Linked DNA regions of Mus musculus: region 2 is linked to region 1. The links are chromatin contacts, called in public HiChIP or PLAC-seq maps. All regions are on one chromosome and are shown on one strand. The core of a region is the stretch at or near the end of the contact, and the rest is flanking DNA. Distances in the headings are between cores, read along the strand shown.

Region 1 (7,134 bases), core at 1,215-3,714:
CCATTATCATCATGGCAGAGAACATGGAAGCACAAATATAGACATGGTGCTGTAGAAGTAGCCAAGAGTTCAATATTCTGATCTTCAGGAACATGAGGGTGGGGAGGAAGAGGAAGAGGAGAGGTGAGGCAAAGGAGAAGGATTAGGAAGAGAAGGAGAAGAGGAGGAAGAGGAAAAAGAGGAAGAGGAGGAGAAAGAAGAGGAAGAGGACAAAGGGTGGGGTACCCCCCCCCCCCGAAAAAGGGTTTCTCTGGATAGCTCTGTCTGTCCTTTAACTCACTCTGTAGACCATGCTGGCCTCAAACTCAGAAATTCACCTGCCTCTGCTTCCCAAGTGCTGGGATTAAAGTGTGTGCCACCACTGCCTGGCCGGGGTGGGGCATTTTTATTCAAACCACCACACTGCCACCCCCCAACCTTATTTCTTCATGTAATATATGATTACTACTACATGCTTTGAGTGAGGAGAGAGTCTGAACTTTAGGTACAAAAAACTAGGAGTGGATAAATGAGGCTGGACACATAATGGAAAGGAAGGTGGAGAAGGGAGGTTTGGAAGAAAAAAACATGGCAAAGCGGAGGGGCCCGGTGTGAGCCCTGGTCAAGAGCATCTGAAGCCGACATGCTCAGAGCATCCTTGAGGCTCTCTCTGCCTATGACTTTTCTTAGTTCTCTTGGCTGGAACCATTCCCTCTTTTAACTGCACTCTCGTTGCGTTTATCATGCCTATCTTTTTGGATTGGTTTTACATACTTCTAAATTATTAACTACTAGATGGGAGCTATTATATTGTGAACGGACTCAGAGTCACAACTGCTTTTTGTCTGAGCCTCAGCACTAAGGTGTTTGGGCTCTGGAATCCTTATGCAACAAGGACTTTTTTCCACCTCTCCTAGACAGGGTTTCTCTGTGTGTATTCCTAGCTTTCCTGAACTCACTGTGTAGACCAGGCTGGCTTGGAACAGAAAGATCTCTGCCTACCTCCCTGGAGCATTGAGATTAAAGGTGTGGATCACCACTGCCGGGCTAGCCAGGACATCCTTTGCCTTAGAGTGAGGTGTACTGTACTTGGAGCCATTGGCAGTATAAAGCAGTGCACACAATATGTTAAAAATCTTTCATTATGTGTATGAACTGCTGTGTGCCTGACACATCTTTTTGCTTGACATACAGTATTTAGACCCAGTGTATAACAAAATGCTGTAACTGGGTAAATAATTAAGGCCACTTGGTTAAGTAGCAGAATCAGGACTGAAATTCTACTTTGTCTGACTCTAGAACCAGCAGTGTCCATCACACGGACTTGAGGGGAAAAAAAAATCAAAGTAGCAATTACAGGATGGTTGGTAGTCATGGGATGCAGCGCTTTCAGTGGCTTAACTCACTATTAATTGACTGACACAAGGTCTTACTGTGTAGTTCTAACTGGCCTGGAACTCTTAGATCAGGCTGGCCCACAACTTAAGATGTCTGTCTGCCTCTGTCTTCTGAGTGCTGGGACAAAGGTGTGCATCATTGACCAGCCTTGAACACTTTGTAGTTTATCTAGGTGAAAACTGGAGCTGATGGCCAACTAAAAATTATTCCTTATCTGTCTCATGGTGTACCCAGTAAATCTTGATATCTAATTTTTCATGTATTCTCAAAAGAACTTCCTAAACTAAAGAAGAGAAGAAAACTGCTCTGCTGTGCAATCATTAATGTTGTATACCCGATTTAACGAACGACTGTTACAGACTGGAGAAGAGGCTTCATGCTTTCAGCGGAATTCGATATTTCGAAAGGATCACAGAAAACTTTAAGAGGGAAACTGTACCGGTTCGGGAGTGAGGGTACGCGGAGGAGGAAGAATTTCATAAGTTGTAGTTCTGATACCCCAGGTCACAAGAAATCTCCCTACAACAGATGCATATCATCTTTCATTAAAGTATACACACACACAACCACCCCCATATAAAAACCACACGAATAACTAAAAAGTGGAAATTTCCACGTTGCACGATGGTAGTGCTGATGAAAGCTGCTACACAGTCACTTCCAAGATCCTACTATCAGGTTTTGATAAGGCTCTTACGTAACTGCCTGCCGTAGGAAGCGGAGCATCTCTGGTTCCTCGGGGTACATTTCTCTTAAGTATAAATGCGGCTGGAGGACGAGAAACAACAACAAGCCATTCGCATATGCACAACCATTAGGGATCCGGGAGGAAAAGAAACCCGGCGCGCGTGCCCTTTCGCCCGGCTTCCCGAGCACGTGCTCTCTGGAACACGCCGCCCCGCCCCGGGGGGCCGGGCTCGCGGCCCAGCGCGCCAATAGGCGAGCACCTTACAGCACCGTGGCCCGACAACGTTAAGCGGCCCAATCGCTGGGGCCCGGCCGCCCGTTTCCCGGAGCCCCGCCCCGCGCGCAGAGCCCCGCCCCCGCGGCCCCGCCCTCCGCCCCTCCCCCGCCGATCGGCGCCCAGGCTGCGAGACGGAGAAACTGGGGCAGAAGTGAAGATGGCGGCGGCGGCGCTGGCGGCGGCGGTTCGTCGCCAGTGACGCGCGCTGCGGGCTGCTGTCCCTCCCCGCTCCCCGCGTCCGCCGCGTCCGCCCCGGCACCTCTCCACCCGCCGCTCGCCGCGCTCCGGGCTGCCCTCGTCCGTGCGCGCCGTGGCCGGCCGAGCGGGCGGCGCGTTGATCCGCCCTCCCGCCCGCCGCGCCGGGCCGCCGGGCCGCGGACACACGCTCGGCGGGGAGGCGGCGGTCCCTGCGCGCTCGCGGCCCTCCGTTTGGGGACCGGGAGGAGGAGGCGGTGGCGGCGGCCGTGGGATCCGGGGACGGGAAGGGGATCGGGGGGCCGGACGACAGCGGGAGCGGCTCGTTCCCGGGAGCGGGGCGCGCAGGCGGTACCATGACGTCCATCCATTTCGTGGTCCACCCGCTGCCGGGCACCGAGGACCAGCTCAATGACAGGTAATGGGGCGGGGGAGGGGCACCTCCCTCCTTTTTCCCCTCCCCCACGGCCGCGCCGGGGGCCCTACCGCCCCCTGTAGGCCCGGTGTGGGCCAAACTTGGGAGCCTCGGGCCGCGGGGCGGGGGCCGGCGCGGTGTGGACGCGGCTGCGGTGTAGACGGCCCGGCGCGCTGCCCCCTCCCCCTCCCGCGAGGAGCCTCGTTGAACTCGGCGGAGCCGGGGGCTCCCGGCCCAGGCCCGAGGAATCCATATTAGTCAAAGTTGAATTGAGACAGACAATGCGGATGGGGGATGGTGGAGGTGGAAAAGAGAGGGAAGAGGAGCGGCGGGTTCGGGGGCTCCCGCGAGTCGTGTCCCGGGGGCTGGGTTTCCCCGGGGAGGCGGGGTGGGGGTGGGGGAGAGATTCCCGGCAGACCGCGGGTTGGGAGGGGGAGGAGGGAGGGAGCGCCATGATTATTGTTATTATTATTAGATTTGAGCCCCTGCAGTGAGGTTGACTGCCCCGGGAGGGGAATGAAGTCAGGCGGGGGTTGGGGAAGTGGATTGGATTCCCTTTGCTCTCCTTCCTTCGCCTTGGTACTGCCAAACTGCTCCTGGGCCCCTGCGGTGAGAGCCTTTTTGTTTCCTTTTTTATTCTAATGATAGTGTTTTCTGGAGTTGTAATTTGACAGCTGAAAACCGTGAGTGGAGTGTCAAAGGAAAATTCTTCGGTTTGCAGTTCGCAGTGCTGCTTAACGCGCTGTGAATTTCTGGGTTGGGTTTGTTACGGGCAGAGGAGGAATTTTGATTTAAAATATTTGAAAAATCTCTTAAGGCTGTTTTGATTTGGATTTTTTTCCCCTTCGCTCTGCCACTGTGTCTTACCACTTTAGGATATTGAATTGAGTTGCAGGGCCACATGCTCACTGGGACCTAAGATAAAGCAGGAAAAAAAGTCCCTGTACTGTTGCAAAACAGACTCGGAGGTTGAGGGAGGCCTCCATTAAAGCATGTCTTGAGATCTAGGACTCACATCTAATGATGGGCCAAATGTTTACAGGTCGGAAAGTGGATCGTTTTAAGCTTCCTTCTCCCCGCATACGTCGCTGCTGGCCCATATTTCTTTTGCGTGTGGAAGGCCATCAAGTTTAGATTCAAGGTGTAATTTTTGCTAAGTGACCGGGTGACTTACGTTGTGTGACGCCCAGTTTGTCATGCTCTTCCCGGAGAGAGGAAGAGACCTAGCTTGGCCTCTAATGTGTGAGTGTTACCTTTACCTTGGTCTGGCAGCTTTTAGATCCTGGGCTGGCAGTCTAGTTTCTGGCTTGGGGTGGGGATTTGTCTAATCTTTACTGTAGCCTATTGTTTAAATACATGTTTGTAAAACTCAAAATGCCTGTTGAAAAGATCAACTACGAGCCGGGCGTGGTGGCGCACGCCTTTAATCCCAGCACTCGGGAGGCAGAGGCAGGCGGATTTCTGAGTTCGAGGCCAGCCTGGTCTACAAAGTGAGCTCCAGGACAGCCAGGGCTATACAGAGAAACCCTGTCTCGAAAAACCAAAAAAAAAAAAAAAAAATCAACTACTTGGAGTTGTCTTATAGTTAACAATTTTTTAATTTAAACATTTTGTTATAGGATCCTTACTCTGACTTACTTTCATTAGAGATGCTTACAACTTCAACAGAAGGCTTGGGGGGGGGGTGTAAATCTTAGAATCAGATTAGTGGGGAGGAAAGCTCTACTGCCATTTAGAGAAGTGTGTTGGTCATGTTTGAGTCATTTTGCTTGTAACTTTGAAATTTGCACCAGAGAAGTAGGGCATGCTTTTTGTGGTGGTCCTAACTTTATGTACCAAGAATTTTAGTGTATTTATTGAGAGTGCATGCCAAGATCTTAGTCTTTGTGCTACCAATCTTCTATTTATTATTTACTTATGTAGGCAGAATCCTGGCTGGCCTAGAATTCACTACGTATCTGTAGGATAATGACCTTGCACTTCCTACCCTACTGCCTCTACCTCCCCAGTTCAGTGATTACAGGCCTGAGCCACCACACCCAGTTTACCTGGGGAATAGAATCCAGGGCTTCCTGCTTCCAGACAGATACTTTACTAACTGTCCTATATCTCCTGTGTGTGTTGGACCTTTTGAATCACTTCTTAGTTTTTTGTTTTTGTTTTTTGAGACAGGGTTTCTCTGTAGTCCTGGCTGCCCTGGAACTCACTCTGTAGACCAGGCTGGCCTCGAGCACAGAAATCCGCCTGCCTCTGCCTCCCAAGTGCTGGGATCAAAGGCGGGCCCCACCACTGCCTCACTTAGTGTTTTTTTGTTTTTAAACTTCAGGTGTTTGAGAAATTTACACACAGGATCTTTTTAAAAATCTGTTATTTTCCGAGTCTCAGCTTTTCCTAAAGCCCATGTACTGTATTAAGAATATTTAGGTACTTGCTTGTGACTTTGTTGTCGGAGTGCACACTTTGTGTGTGTGTATCTGTGTCTGTCTATCTAGATAAGTAGACGGGCAGACAGTGTCTCTGTTGCCCAGGCTGGGTTGATTGACAATCTTCTTGCCTTAGCCTCCTGGTTGCTGGGATTATGGACGTGTGCAGCAACGCTTGGGCTGAGTCCTTAGTTTGTTTTTATTTTATGTGTATATGTGAGTGCCTGCATGTATCCATCAGTACCATGTGTGCAGCTGGTGTAGGAGGAGGTCAGAATAGGGTGTCAGATCCCCGGATTGGAGATTGAATACTGTGAGCTGCTGGATACGGGTGATGAAATGGACCCACAACCTCAGCAAAAGCAGCAAGTGTTGTTAACTGCTGCGCCATCTTTTTAGGCCCCTGGCACGAGTGTTTTATGAAGTAAGGGAAAAGACAAGTGACTTTCACTTAAAATATGATTGTTAAGGTGGTAGATAAGTAAAACTAGGGAAGTGCATTAGGTAAGACCGGAGACCTGTTACTGTGATGCTTAGCTGTAGAGTTCATGGCCTGAGGTAGTTGGTTTGTGGCAGAAGAGTCCATTTTTATTTAAATGTTGCTTCTGGAAATGGAATTTGGACCCCCATGGTTCGTAGGTAGTACTTTACCTACAGAGCCATTCCCCAGCCTCCCAGTGAATTTGTGTTAGTTCCTGTTGAAGCCCAAGGACTAAAGGGAAATCTGGAAGTACCGCCTTGGAGAACGCCTGAGAAGTGAGAAGTTGTAGGTCATTCTCCTCACAGTGAGCTGAAGGGATTTACAGAATGGAACCAGAGATGGACTGTGAGCTACAGTTGAAACATGCACGGTGGGTGGGGTACCGCCGCCTGGACCCTTTCCCACTTGGTTTGGTTGGACTACAGGCACCTCAGCCTTAGCACGCACACCTGTCCCAGAAGTGCAGTGTTTTTACTCATTGCTAGAAATTTATTTGCTAATTACATATTCTGTGTAATATATAACAAACCAGTTCTATTTAACATTTTCAAAGCCATTTAAAAATATGTGTGTATGTGAGTGCGCCACACAGCACAGTGGTGGAGTGAGGTCAGAGGAACACCTGCCCTTACAGTTTGGGTTCTGGGAATCTTGTCAGGCAAGGATCTTTACCCAGTGAACCATCTTATCTGGTTCACCAAAAAATATTTTTAAATGCTTATGATGTGTGTGTAAGAGTGAGCGCCACAGGATGTGTGTGGAGGCTCACAGGACTCTGTTCTCCATTTCTGCTGTGGGTTCCAGGGAACAAACTGAGGTCATTAGGAGATCATACGCTTGCTGAACCTGGGCACCAGGACCCCAACAAGATTTTATACAGTCCATATGTATATGTGGCATGTACTTTCTTTGTGGTGAGTTGATTTCACCTTTAAAGAGCAAAATTATTGGAAGTGTATTCAGTCAGCAGACTTTGGTATTCTGGAGTTTGACAGCTTATGCCCAACACCTTTTTTTTTTCTTGGTCTGAGAATTGACTTTCTTAACCTCTCCCTAGTGCTCGGCCTTTTACAAAAAGGGATGTGGATATGACATAACTTGTTCTCAAAATACTCCTTAGGGTATTAATACAAAGCAGTTCTCATCGTGCACAGGATTCCTGAGAGTGTGGCTTTTGCAGTGTAATGTGTTGTGTAATCAGGTGTGATTAGGCTTGTTGGTCATGCCACCAGGGTTCTCTGATAGCTTCTCTCTCCGGGGGCTGAAAAGGTACAAGATA
Region 2 (7,134 bases), core at 2,419-4,918, 380 kb before region 1:
ACAGCCTCTGAGAACTAAGGTTATAGGCATGCACATGCACTCCTATGCCAGGCTTTAACATTTTAAAAACATCATCATCACCATCACTGCCATCACCATCGTCATCATCATTACAATCATCACTATCATCATTATCACCACCACCACCGTCATCATCATCATCACCAACATTACCAGCATTATTGTGTGTGTGTCATTGTGGAGTTGTTTCTTTCTTTAAGTGGGTTCAGGAAGGGAGCTCAGATCCATGGGCTTGTGTGCCAAGCAACTTTATGTGATGCTGAGCCATCTCCCTGACCCCTAGCTTGCTTTGTTTCCCTCTCTAAACAAGAGCTTGCTAAATTCGCCAGGTTGGCCTCAAACTTGTGATCCCCCTGCCTCAGCCACGCAAGTGCTTAGATTAAGCTATGGCATGATGACTTTTAGTCAACCTTGAGGTTTCCTTTGTTGAGTGACCTAGGGAATTGATACCCAGGACAGGGGGTTCTTCACTTTCAGCTGCACCCTGGCTCGGGACAGGGGTGGCCTAGAAGGACCCGTCGGCGCTGAGACGCACTGCCTTGTTGAGACCCAGAGCAGCTATAACAAGATGTCACAACAGCCACGCAATTAGCTGTCTCCAAGTCGGTGAAATTCAACACTGCAGAAGGGCAACAGTTCAGCCCACACTGCTACTTCCTGCTTCCTGACTTGCTCACAGCCTCTTAGGGGAAAGGGATGGGCCATCCTGGGAATGGCTGTGCCTGTACACATGTGGAGCAATCTGCGGGAGGGAGGGGTTAAAAAAAAAAAAACAACTTCCGGAAGAAGTGGTCCAATTCCATCCCTGGGCTTTCCCGAAGCTCTTTACCACCCCACTCTTGCCCAGTCCCCTTGGGAGCATGCGGACTAGCTCTGGTGGGGTGAAAGAGTAACAGCTACTGTTTGTGCTTAGTCTTAACCCAGCACTGGCAGGGGCGGCATCTCCAAGGGCTGGAAAGTGAGGTCTAGCCTGGGAGGTGTCTCCTGCTCCGCTCTGGCAACCCCAGGCATCCAGCAGGGGAGAGGCGGGGGGCGGGCTCTAAGGAGCAGAGGGCTGGAGGTCAAGCAAGTCCATCTTTCCTGCTTTGGAAAGTTGAGGGCAGGAGAAGGAGCCAAGGGGTTAGAACTCATCCAGGAGGAGAGGCACTAAGGGAAGGCCTGCATCTTCTCCACAGCCTGTGATTATCTCTCAGCAGACGATGCCGTGGGTTCACAAGAGGAGCCAACCGCGGGGAGGAAGACTGCCAAGCACGAGAATCTTCTGGTGTTTTTTTTTTTTTTTTTTTAATTTTTAAAAGAAACAAGAACAGTTGCAATTATAATTGTGGACCTTCAGTGATGGTGTCTCCCAGCAACAAGACAGATCCTGCTGTATCCCACCCTCTTCCCAGGCAGAGCGAACCAGAAGGTGTCGCCTGTCACAAAGCAGCTCCCTCCCAGCCCTGACCTGGCTCACCTATGTCCTTACCTCTGCTCCATGCCCCCTCGCCTGTGGCTGCCCCCTGAACCCTGTTCTCTTTATGACAGCTGTCCTTGAGTCACCTCAGCCTCCAGCCTTGGGCTCTCTGAGTCACGGAAATCAGAGCCAGGCCTCCTGAGCTCCTGCCCTGGTAGCCTGGCTGTGCCCTGGGAGGAAGGGAGATACAAGAAGAGAGGAAAGGTGGGGAGCCCCGGGGTGTGGGAGCTTAAGGTAAGCAATGCCTGGACACCTGCCAAAATAAACAGGCCACCCCTGTCCCAGGCACAAAGGGCTCTCTGAGAGAGAGGTCACTCCCAGACCCATGTGGCATCCTGGAGGCTCATGTTTCTTAACATAAAACATGCCATTCCCAGTCAGGACTGGGTGTGGCTCATGCTTTGACTCCTGGTGGGTGGGGCTTGTGGGCTCCCAGTGACCCATCTGGATGGTGTTTGTCTGTCCTTGCTGAGACCTGATCGGCACAGAAAAATGGGGAGAGGCCAGACAGCCGGTTTCTCTTGCAGATGTGGGTAGTTCTGGTGCCTCTGGACTACACTTTCAATTGTCTACTCCCGTCTCGTCTCCCTTTGTCTGTCTGTCTGTCTCTGTCTTTCACTCATATGGGCACCCATGCATACTCAGAGTCCAAATGAGAGAAGATCTCTAATCAAACTACCCCTAAATCAGCCTTCTCTCCTGCTTTATACCATTGTCATAGAGAAATTAAACTAGGACCCAGAGAAGTAGGCTGTGAACACAGAGTAAGAGTCTGCGCTCTCAGTAATGCTCCTCTGGTGACCAAGGGAACAGACCAGTCAGGAGGTTACAAAACCTTCTGTGGACCTTGTGTGGTTTGTGCTTTCAGGAGAAAGAGTTGGAACAAGGTATCTTGTGACTCCTCAGTTCATAGTTCGGTCTCAAAGCCACAAGAACAGGCAGCCAAGCACCAGAGCCACCTGCCACACAGCTCTGATCCTTGAGTCTTGTTACACAGTTTCTGAGGCCCTGATAATGTACCTCAGGAGTAGCTAACATAGTCCCTCCCTGGACCTCAACTGAGACAGGTTCTTTGAGCATGGAGCCTCAGTCTCTCCAGCACATCTGGCTGTATGAACTGCAAAGACATCTAGTTATTGAACAGACCTTTCTTTTTAAAATCTTATTTATTTTTATGTGTATGGGTGTTTTGTCTGCATATATGACCACATTATGTGTGTGCCCGGTGCCTGCAGAAGTCAGAAGAAGGCGTCAGATCCACTGGAACTGGAGTTACAGATGGTTGTAAACTGCCGAGTGGGTGCTGGGAATTGAACCTGAGGCCTCTGGAAGAGCAACCATTGTTTCTAACTGCAGAGCCATCTCTCCAGCCCCAGTATAAAGCTTTCTTGGGCACCAGCTATGGGCCAATAGACAAAACCTTCAACAGCCAACCCCTGGGGCTTACAGTAGACAGGATGAAGTTTCTCCCTGTACGGGTCAGCTATGGCGCCTCTCACAAGTCCTCAGTCTGGGCCAGCCAGCAGTCCTGTGGGCAGTAGCTTGCAGGGTCGTTTGCTGCTGAGGGCTGTTTGGGAAGATCTGTTCAGTACCTTTCTCAGTTCTGGATGCTTTAGGGTTTGGAGCTTCTGGGCTTGTGGAAGCATCACCTGACCTTGGCTCTACTTCACAATGTGTCTATTGCCACAATGTTTCTTTTCTTTTCCCTTTCTCTCTCTTTCTTTGTCTCTTTCTCCCTTTCTCCCTTTCTCCCACTCTCTCTCTCTCTCTCTCTCTCTCTCTCTCTCTCTCTCTCTCTCTCTCTCCCTCATGTTTTTGTTTTGTTTTATGAGATAAGGTTTCTCTGTGTAGCCTTGGCTCTCCTGGAACTCACTCACTCTGTAGACCAGACTGGACTCAAACTTGGAGATCTGACTACCTCTGCCCACTGAGTGCTGGGATAAAAGGTGTGCACCACCGTACCTGCTGAATTTTTCTTTTTTAGAAGGACAAGGTCAGTGGTGGTGCATGCCTCTAATCCCAGCACTTCGAAGGCAGAGGCTAGCAGGTTTCTGAGTTTGAGACCAGCCTGGTCTACAGTGTGAGTTCCAGGACAGCCAGGGCTACACAGAAAAACCCTGTCTCAAAAACACAAAAAGGAGGAGGGGGGAGGAGGAGGAGGCCATTGCATCAAAGCACCTGCTAGGGCCTCATCCTAATCTGATCATTCACAGGACTGTTTCCCTGAAGGGTGCCTTCTGGGGTGCTGAGGGTTAGATCCCAGTATGCCATTTTAGGGGTGAACATAGTACCTTCTCTAGGGAAGCTTAGGCTGGTGTGGAGCAGAGTGTCGCCCCCAGGACACTTCAGTTTCTGACAAGGTCTTCTGTGAACACCTCTGATTGGTGAAACCAGGTCACATGCCCGCTCCTCGCTGTCTCACTAGCTAGGAATTTTGTGTCTGACTCCTTCCTACCTTGAGGAGGCATGGAAAGTACTGTGGGCTTTCCCCCAGAGCAGGAAGAGCATTCCAACGACTCATCCAAACAAGGCATCAGAAATCCACTGCACAAGGACTTGCAGGTTTCTTCCCAAAGAGTCCCTGAGCCGGAGTGGGGTGAGACAGCAGCTTCGTCTTGTCTCTTCCTTGTGCTGTCCATGCAGCACCTCACATTCAATAAGCATGTTCTATAAGCCAGACAATGTTCTGCCTTTATTACTTATTGGCTATTCTTGTGTGGTACGTGTGTGGGGTTGCTTCTCTTCCTCCATCATCCATTTCAAGGCTCAAACGCAGGCAGCTGGTCTTGGCAGCAATCACCTGTACTCTCTGAGCTATGTCACTGACCCAGTTTCTAATCTCCTGTATTGCCTTTTTTAATCCTTCTCTTGCCCCTTCCACAGATGAGAAGACTGAGGACCAGGAGGACCAGGAACTTAACCTAACAGGTGGGAGAGACACATATGAATCAACAGTTCATGGACAGAGGAAATGAGAGGTGGAGCCAGAACCCTCCTGGCCACTATTCATTGACAGGAGTGAGAGCTGTAAGCTGCTGCCCTGCTGCCCCTGACTGGAATGTCCACTGTGCACCCCTAAACCAAGGCACTCTGTCCAAGTGCTTGAGAGCCCTGAAAGGAGGAGGAGAGAAGGCACCAGAGGGGTGGGGGTGGGAGTCCAGTCTGGAGTCTCTGTCTGCGTAGGTGGCTGAGGAGAGGCTACATCAAAGGGGTGGCTCCTGAACTTCTGACCCTGCTGGGTATTCACAGATGTCTCCCTGCAAGGGCAGGGAGGGTCTCTCGATGGTCCCTTGCCAGGGAGCCACTACACACAGGGCCAGGCTGTCCCCAAGCCTCTTCCCTGAAGACCTAGGAGAGGCCATGTGGCTGAGAGAGTAGGCTTTCTAGCTGAGCTGCATTGAGAATGTGGTTCAGGCTCTTGACATGTCCAGAGACAGAGACCTGGGACCCTGGTCTGTAGAGTTGAGTTTCGAGCCTTACTATGCAAAGAACAGAGCAAGCTGTCATGACTCTGTTTATACCAGGGACATCTGTCATTCCAGGGAGTGCTGGACTCACCCTAGTGCTTGACTTTCCAAAGGAAGCAGGGTGCATGTTAGCATCTTGAGGTTGGGGTTTGTAGTAGCACATGTCTGTCTTTCCTTCCTCCTGTGTGTGTATCCCCTACTGAGGAGGGCAGGAAACAGCAATAAAGGGCCAGGTGTGGTGGCAAGCATTCCCAGTTCTGTTTGGGTTATAGGGCATGAGGGCTTCATGAGCCCAGAAGCTCAGACCTTGCCTGGCAACATAGCTAGCATCATTCCCTTCAGCCTGATTCACAGTCAGGTAAGACTAGAATGCCTTTCTATCCGCCAGCAGTACAGTCCACAACAACATACAGAAATAAGAAAGAGAAGGAAAAAGAAATTATCCGCTGGAAGTCTTTATTATAAACTATGAAATATGAAGTTAATAAAAAGTTGCAGAAATGTTTCCAAAAATCAATAATGTTCCAGAGCTTTAAAACTGGATTAATTTCATAATAACAGAAGAATATTAATGTGTATTGTAGGCTTATTCCTAAGTGTCTCCCCACAAATAAGCAGAGAAGAGGGGCATTTATAGAATTTGAAAATAAAATGAGGTCCTGCCTGAATTTCCAGCCATCCTATTAAATTTGAATTCTTGATAAGCACCAACCCCCTTTTAAACATATGTCTCAAATATTTCATGAGGTGTGTACTGATACTAAAAAAAATTATTTCTCTGATGCTCAAATTTAGTCAGCTACACTGTATTTCTGTTTGCTCCAACAGGTCACCTTAGGTCTGTTCTTGAATCCATCTGAGACGGGGTAGGCAAAGGAGTGAGATGAAGCAGCTGTTGGGCAGACCCTAGGGCCTGCAAGCCTCTGAAGCTGGCCCCAGAGCTGCCACTTGGGGCCTCGGGAGACCCCATACTTCCTCTCAGAGCAGCATCTCCGTGGACAGAGCAGGCTGGCCCCGCAGCTGCAACAGGGAGCCTGCAAAACACCTTCAAACAAGTCAGAAGAGAGGACTAGGTGAGCCAAGAAATGACCCAGTTGACAATCATCACAGGAGAGGCCCGGCTACATGTCCTAGTACACCAGGCCTGATCACAGGTGCCTGGCTCCCTCGGACATGGTGGGCCAGCCTTGCCACCTGCGAGGTTAGTGACACTAAGCCACATCTCCAGTGGCCCAGTAATTCCAAAGCCTTGCTCTGACCTTCCCTTCGGGCCCAGCTGTTCCGCCCATCCCCCACATTCTCTGGCGCTGAGGTCATGGAAACCCCACCCCACCCCCACCCCCGAGGGGAGGGCGCTGCCAGGCTGAAGTGCCAATGTAGGGAGATTAGCTGGGTGACTGGTGGTTTGTGTAGCTGTGGAGGGTTGTGGGTTCAGAGAGAGAGAGAGACAGAGAGGCAGACAGAGAGAGAGAGAGAGAGAGACCTAGGCTCCCTAGAAGCCAAGGAGAGAGTCTAGCAGTCTCTCCAAAACAGGACAAGGCCTTCTCTGAGGACTCCTCTACCCTAGCGTTGTAGGGCAGTTCCTCTGGGTCTTTCTGCTCATGCGTCGCTGGGGGGGCGGGGGGGGGGGACTGCTCCAGGTCCTCTCTGGTGAACAACAGACAGGAGGGGGGCGGGGTGCCGGCCTGCCTGGGAGGAAGAGAAGGAAGAATGGTTTGGCAGCGATGCTTTTAGATCCATTCTAAAAGATGACAAAACCAAGACACAGGAGTCGGGGCTTTCTGCAGTTACCAAATAGTCTGGCTCAGGTTGCCCCAACACTAGAAGCTCGGCCTGTGCCATTCCTCTTTGTTGCTCAGGAAAATTCTGGTTTCCCTCAGAAGGAAACACCTCCTGTCAGCTCTGTCAGGCTATATAGTTATGTCCTCCCAACCCCACTTCCACAAGTTGGTCTATAGCTGTGACATTTCCACTAGAAAATAATGCTGAAAGGAAACCAACCATACTTGTGTGCACACACCAGCAACTCTGTTGGTCCCTCAGCCATCCTCCCACAGAGCGTGGTATACTCTGCGGGCTAGGCTCCAGGGGGTTCTGTGTTGATGACCGTCCCTCCTCTCCGCCCTTGGGGAGTCTCATTTGAGAAATCTTGGCAGCCTGATGACCAATCCCGTAATCTTGTTTATGTGA

What was found. HiChIP or PLAC-seq counts read pairs in DNA pulled down with a chosen protein or histone mark.
Region 2: an H3K4me3 HiChIP or PLAC-seq map of bone marrow-derived macrophages shows a contact between it and region 1, with 5 times the contacts expected there. The contact joins the promoter of G930009F23Rik here to the promoter of Ubr5 in region 1. A contact is called at or near these places in 7 of 39 promoter capture datasets (cranial neural crest, embryonic stem cells, hippocampal neurons and 3 more), 3 of 484 Hi-C or Micro-C datasets (embryonic stem cells and pancreatic cancer cells), 10 of 115 datasets of contacts at active chromatin or transcription factors (the SCID.adh cell line, bone marrow-derived macrophages, embryonic limb bud and 6 more) and 1 of 9 other capture datasets (liver).

Annotation. Positions count from the first base shown.
Region 1 is chr15:38,074,184-38,081,317 of GRCm38.p6, reverse strand. Ubr5 (ubiquitin protein ligase E3 component n-recognin 5) reads left to right here and starts at 2,464. Exons shown (of 59, transcript NM_001112721.2): 1 at 2,464-2,954. The coding sequence starts at 2,893.
Region 2 is chr15:38,452,042-38,459,175 of GRCm38.p6, reverse strand. It overlaps G930009F23Rik (a long non-coding RNA gene), which reads left to right and starts at 3,668. Exons shown (of 6, transcript XR_875184.1): 1 at 3,668-4,073; 2 at 4,361-4,405; 3 at 5,773-6,017.